Linked DNA regions of Pan troglodytes: region 1 is linked to region 2. The links are chromatin contacts, called in public HiChIP or PLAC-seq maps. All regions are on one chromosome and are shown on one strand. The core of a region is the stretch at or near the end of the contact, and the rest is flanking DNA. Distances in the headings are between cores, read along the strand shown. Region 1 holds the start of ALAS1 (5'-aminolevulinate synthase 1). Region 2 holds the start of POC1A (POC1 centriolar protein A).

Region 1 (3,285 bases), core at 386-2,885, 45 kb after region 2:
GCGCAGTGGCTCATGCCTATAATCCCAGAACTTTGGGAAGCTGAGGGTGATCACTTGAGGTCAGGAGTTCAAGACCAGCCTGGCCATCATGGTGAAACCCCATCTCTACTACAAATACAAAAATTAGCTGGGCGTGGTGGTGTAATCCCAGCTGCTCAGGAGGCTGAGGCAGAAGAATCGCTTGAACCTGGGAGGCAGAGGTCGCAGTGAGCCGAGATTGTGCCACTGCACTCCGGCCTGGGCAACAGAGGGAGACTCTGTCTCAAACAAACAAACAAAATAACAACAACAACAAAAACAACCTGTGAGGCAGGCATTTCAGGGATTATGATCCTATTGCCCAGATAAGGAAAGCAAGGCCCAAAGATGAGCAAAGCACTCAATATCATCCTTATTCTGTTCCCACTTCCAGCTGCACTTGGGTCCAAGTCCAAGTGCTGACCTTTTCTCTCTCATCTTCTCTGGGTGATGGGCACTGCCCAGGATCTCTTGGCTGAATGGCACAGAACTGGGTCTCGAGCTCTCAGACCAAAGCCCTCATCCTGGACTGGTCCCACTGCCACTCTGAACCCAGGTGCCTCCTCTGAAGGTGGAGACTCACCTCACCTGCCTTGCAGCCAGCTGGGTGCTCAGAGACAGAAATGCAAAGTACCTGGACACACCCTGGTCACCATCATTCTGGACTTTGTCCCTCTTGTTAATGCTCAGCTGGGAAAGGAATACCCTCAAAGGCCCTTTCCTCAAGAATGGAGGAGAGTACCTCTGAGCCTGGCACAGGCCCAGCCCAACACAGCCCAAGCCAAGCTGGGAAGGGTGTGGGGCAAGGAAACCAGACTGACATTCCTGAGACGGGTTTGCCAAGCCCTACACTTTATGTGTTGTACCCGGGAAACTCAATGGAGGTATGGCCCAACGCTGACCTTTGGCATGGAGGCCTAAGCCACCCTGCTGGTGCCCAGGGTGGCCAGCAAGGGGCTTCAGACAACCCTGGATGGAAAATAAAAATAGTGGCTAATATTTGTTACACGCTAACTATTGTCAGGCCCTGTGCCTTCCCCTCCTCCCCAAGTGCTCAGAGCTGTGGAGTGGATGGGTTCCACCCTAGCCCTGTTCCTCTGTCCCCTCTGGATCATCTTAGACCAGAAAGTGCCACAGCTGAGTGTCCCGCTTCTTCCGCATCCTGCCAGGACCACTCCATTTGTGGGCGATATAGCCAGCTCCACCTCCTCCGGGAAGCCCTTGTTCACAGTTTCCAAAGCAAGCCGCAGGTGGGATGGATCCTGCTTAACACCCCGGCCCAGAACCCCTTGGATCTCCTTCTTCCTCCATGTCCAAGACACCCAGCTTAACAAACCTGTAGCCCCCAACTTGGCCCTAGCGGCACCTCGCCTCGACCTTGCCATTTTATACTCAATTGGGGCGTAGGGTTCTGAAGCCCAGGGTAGTTGGTGGGGAGGCAGCACGAGGGTGCAGGATGAGGTCGGGAAAAGAGACCTCGTCCGCCCACCGCCTAGCGCTTCCTCCTCCCTGCAGGCGAGCCGGGGAATCCCCGGCAGCACCGATATCCGCAGAGCCCAAGAAGTGGGCCTCTCTGCCCCGCCCCCCGGCTCGCCGAGGGCTACGCGGCGCGCCTGCGCGGAAGAAGGCAGCGCCCAAGGCGCATGCGCAGCGGTCACTCCCGCTGTATATTAAGGCGCCGGCGATCGCGGCCTGAGGCTGCTCCCGGACAAGGGCAACGAGCGTTTCGTTTGGACTTCTCGACTTGAGTGCCCGTCTCCTTCGCCGCCGCCTCTGCAGAGTCCTCAGCGCAGGTGAGGGCCCGCGCAGTAGGTGCGGCGCCGGCCGAGGAAGCCCCGGGGTGTCCTGCCAGCCGTGGCACCGCTGCCCTGGGTGCTGGGACCCCATCCCCCACTGTCCCAGTCACCCGCCGCCTTGAGGTCAGCGTTTATCCTCCAGATCTTTTGCCTAGACGGCCGCCTCAGTTTCCCCCTTTCGGCCCCTTCCGGCTATTCCCGGTTGAACCCGCCGCTTTAGAATTCCCTTCTCATACCCCTCCCGTCATTCTCGAGACCTCGACCGCGGGTCACCTCTGACCCCCACTGCCGGAGGACTGCCTTCTTTCTCCAGACTCAACTCTCTCGACTTTATAAGCCCCTGCGCGTCCCCAGTGAGGCCCAAGGCGCTGGCCCTCATACCCCTACCTTCATTTGTGCCCCTCCTTTCTCAGTTATGCCCAGTTCTTCCCGCTGTGGGGACACGACCACGGAGGAATCCTTGCTTCAGGGACTCGGGACCCCGCTGGACCCCTTCCTCGGGTTTAGGGGATGTGGGGACCAGGAGAAAGTCAGGATCCCTAAGAGTCTTCCCTGCCTGGATGGATGAGTGGCTTCTTCCCCACCATCCCTTCTCCACCTAGATGTAAGCCAAGATGTCTTATCTGCACTGTGCATCTCCCTAAGAAACCTCTGGCCTCCCAAACCTGTTCTTGACTTTTCCCTCATCCTTCCGCCCCCTTGATTATGTACTGTCAGTATTTACTTCATTTGGTGAAGTTGCTTTGCAGGTGCCTTTGTGTAGCGCTGGGGAATGAAGAAGTTGGTGGCCCGGGTAAAGTGTGGTCACCATTCCTTAGCTCACATCAGTGCTGTCCTTAGGCATTTTTGAGGGAGAAGTGTTAGTATTCCAGGGTACCCTTTATATAAACTGCAGTTGACACCTGAATCCAGTGAGCTTGCAGTGATATTTGCCTGATTATTAACAACTGTTGATGTCACTCTTCATCAGTCTTTCCACAGGAGCCAGCATACTTCTTGAACATGGAGAGTGTTGTTCGCCGCTGCCCATTCTTATCCCGAGTCCCCCAGGCCTTTCTGCAGAAAGCAGGCAAATCTCTGTTGTTCTATGCCCAAAACTGCCCCAAGATGATGGAAGTTGGGGCCAAGCCAGCCCCTCGGGCATTGTCCACTGCAGCAGTACACTACCAACAGATCAAAGAAACCCCTCCGGCCAGTGAGAGTAAGTGTCATTGACAATGAAGGAGCAGGTACGGGTGTTTGTGCTCATTGGTAGACTAGAAGCAGTCCCCACAGTGGTGGTGAGGGTCACACTCACTCACAGAGGGCTGCTATGTGCAGGCTGGGCTCTGAGCACAGATTATCTCATACGATTGTCACCCCAAGGGTAGGCACTTTTAGCTTTTCCATCTTTAAAGGTGAAACAGTGGCCAGTGTTGCACATTACAGGTTTTTGGATTGCATGTTAGTGTCTATAGGGGTTTTAGTGTTT
Region 2 (3,279 bases), core at 342-2,841:
CAGAAACCTCAAAGAAGCATTTTGGGTGCTCCAGGAAGCCCAAAGGCTCCTCCTGGGAAAGGATGTCCTTGGGGCACAGCAAAGCCACTGCCACCCTACAGAGCAGTAACCAGAACAAAGGCCCTATGGCCTTGTGCCCAGCTCCACCCCTAACGCACCTGTCAGAGTCTCCTTTCAACAACAGAGGGAGGAGCAGCTGGGGGAGGGTCCCCAACAGAGCCTTCTGCTCTCACCTAAGCTTCTTGAAAGAACATGCGTAAGAGAGTGTCCGCCTCTAGGCTCAGTGGGCAGAGGCAAGTTCAGGTCCACCCCTGACCAGTAGGCCCATGGTATCTCTCAACACCGCCTCCCCTCTGTAGTTCCCTGCATGTGGGCCTCATCTCCCTCAACAGTGGTTTATACATGAGGGGACAGGAAGGGAGGTAGAGTACCAGATTAGGAGTCAAAAGGTCTGTATCCTAGCCTGGAATCTCCGTCCATGTCCTCAAGTGCCTCAGGGCATCACAGGCTACCACCCAGCCTCCCTGACTCTCCAATCAGCCAGAGGGCCTTGCCCGTTCAAAGAAATCTCTCGAAATGAGGACCTCTGGAGGAATGTGAACTCAGAGAGGGCGGCTCCGCCCCGCTCACACTGCAGGCCCGGGCATCCCAGCGTCCTGCTGTACCTACCTGCTGGAGCAGGGTGTACCCTCAACAAGACCCCACGCAGCCACCCACTGCTAAGGACGTGGAGAATGGCTAGAGAGGCCCGATACCGGCCCCAGGTCACACATGAGTCGGGACTTGGTCGTGTGTCCCTCGCTAGGATGCAAACTATGGAGGCAGAGGCCTGTTTGTTCGCTCCAGAAACCCAGCGCAGGGCCTGGCACGCAGGAGGCGCTCAGAAAGTGCCCGACCCAGCGCCCCCTGCGCAGACGGTAAACTGGACCTGAAGAGGACCACCCTGGAACCTGGCGCCCCGCCCGCCCCTCGCAGCCATCGCTCTGGCCACTAGGCGCCCAGTGTCCCAGCGGGGAGACTGAGGCCTGGGGAGTTGCTCTCGGCTGGGCTTACCGCGCAGGGCGCAGCCATGGCGGGGCTGGCGACGCCGAAGGCAGCTGCGGTGGCCGTTGCGGCCCGTTCAGTTTCCGCGCCCCCAACGGCCACCAATAGCAACGCGGGCCGCGTCGGCACGCCCCGCCCACCGCAATTAAAGGAGAAGCGCCTCAGCTTTTTGCCCGACGACTGGAAGCAGAGCTGTATGACCGGCGGCCGGCGCCACGGTCTCCGTGCCCAGTTCCCCAAGCCCAGACAACCCACAGACAGCGCAGCCAAAAGCCTCTGTCCGCCGCCACTCGTTCCGCCTGAGAAATTAAAAGACCCAGGATGAAGGGTTCACCCCACCAGCCCGTCGTCCGGCTACTCTAACGGCGAGCGCAGCCTGCTGGGAAATGCAGTTCCAAGCCGCCCACGCCCCTATGTCTGGAGGAAGGTGGAGCTACAGTTCCCAACATGACGTGAGGGCGGGCCGGGTTTTACCACCCGAAGCGACGGCCTTAAGGATCCCGGAAGCGGAGGACACGTGGGTTGCTGTAACCAGATTGCCTTAAAGCACCCGCGCGCGCCGGCGCAGCCAGATTTTCCCCGCAGGAACCTACTGAGAGCTGAGTATTCGCCCCTCGGGAACTCTCAGTGGTTCGCCGTCCGAACGTTCTTAAGACAAGTGTCGATTTAAAATAACATGAGTTACTCGGAATCACAATCATGGAGTGGAGAGATCAAGGTTCGATTCTCAGTTCTCGCCCTGATTGGCTGTGTGATCTCAGGAAAAACGCCTCTGCTCTGTGCCCCGGTTTCCCCATTTGTAACACGAGGGAGTGTGGTGCAGCCCGGCCCTGTCAGGATCCTTAAGGCCTCAGAAGCTGTTAGAAACCCAGTCTTTAAAAGAAGGAGAGGCCGGGCTCAGTGGCTCACGCCTGTAATCTCAGCACTTTGCCACTTTGGGAGGCCGAGGTGGGTGGATCACCTGAGGTCAGGAGTATGAGACCAGCCTGGCCAACATGGTGAAACCCCATGTCTACTAAAAATACAAAAATTAGCCGGGCGTGGTGGCACGCGCCTGTAAACCCAGCTACTCGGGAGGCTGAGGGAGGAGAATTGTTCGAACTCCGGAGGCAGAGGTTGCAGTGAGCCTAGATGTTGCCGCTGCACTCCAGCCTGGGCAACAGAGGGAGACTCTGTCTCAAAAAAAATATATATATATATAAAATAAAATTTGAAGGCCACCAGCAACCATCTGAATAGACTCCCTGCTTGGCCAGGGCACTCAAATTTAACCTGAAAGAGTGGTTCAGGCCATGATGGGAAGTGGGGGTTGGACATGCCTCATTATACTCTCCAGCATTAACATCAACAAAAACCTTAAGTCTGATAAGAAACATTTACGATCTATTTTCTCTGAAACCTGCTACCTGGAGGCTTCATCTGCATGGTAAAACCTTGGTCTCCATAACCCCTTATCTTAACCGAGATATCCCTTTCTACTGATAATAATTATTTCAACCAATTGCCAATCAGAATATGTTTAAATCTACCAATGACCTGGAAGTTTCCCACTTCGAGTTGTCTTGTCCTTCCAGATCAAACCAATGTAAATCTTACATGTATTGATTGATGTATTTTGTCTCCCTAAAATGTATAAAACCATGCTGTGCCCAGGCCACTTGGGCACATGTTGTCAGGACCTCCTGAGGCTGTGTCATGGGTGTGTCCTTAACCTTAGCAAAATAAATTTTCTAAGTTGACTGAGACCTTTCGGGTTGACAGTTTGGCAACCACGAAAGGATTCTGAGTGGAGGTGCCCCTGACCTTTGACAGATCTCCTATCGGTGCTTGGTACCAGCTTGAGCTATCTTTATGGCTCAAATCTACAGGACAATTTGCTAAGGCCTGGGAGCCCCCCTCCACAAAATTCCTGATCTTCCCAAATTTGGTTAACATCTAAAGTTTATTTTACTGTACAGCTCCTTTTTCTGGAGTTTTACTTGTTTCCAACAATGAAGGCAGGTTTTCCTGCTTCCCTGACGATGGAAGGCAGGTAACTCCTTTCTGGAGTTTGAGCTCGCTTCCAACAGAGAAGGCAAGTTTGAGTTTTCCCTACTTCTGGGATGGTAGAGAGCAGTCTTTAGCCTAAGACCTGTTCTTAGGTAAGTAGCCGAATTGGGGATTTTCTTGGCTGAAGTTAAGGTTAACAACCAGCTGGTCTTAATTTTCCTTACCATTAGAGTGCTCAGTAATCAT

Evidence for each region. HiChIP or PLAC-seq counts read pairs in DNA pulled down with a chosen protein or histone mark.
Region 1: an H3K4me3 HiChIP or PLAC-seq map of stem cell-derived excitatory neurons shows a contact between it and region 2, with 2.7 times the contacts expected there. The contact joins the promoter of ALAS1 here to the promoter of POC1A in region 2. A contact is called at or near these places in 1 of 7 Hi-C or Micro-C datasets (stem cell-derived neural progenitor cells) and 1 of 1 datasets of contacts at active chromatin or transcription factors (stem cell-derived excitatory neurons).

What each region holds. Positions count from the first base shown.
Region 1 is chr2:56,241,599-56,244,883 of NHGRI_mPanTro3-v2.0_pri, forward strand. It overlaps ALAS1 (5'-aminolevulinate synthase 1), which reads left to right and starts at 1,636. Exons shown (of 11, transcript XR_010155599.1): 1 at 1,636-1,811; 2 at 2,785-3,015.
Region 2 is chr2:56,196,782-56,200,060 of NHGRI_mPanTro3-v2.0_pri, forward strand. It overlaps POC1A (POC1 centriolar protein A), which reads right to left and starts at 1,592. Exons shown (of 12, transcript XM_063806806.1): 1 at 1,519-1,592; 2 at 1,054-1,343. The coding sequence starts at 1,071.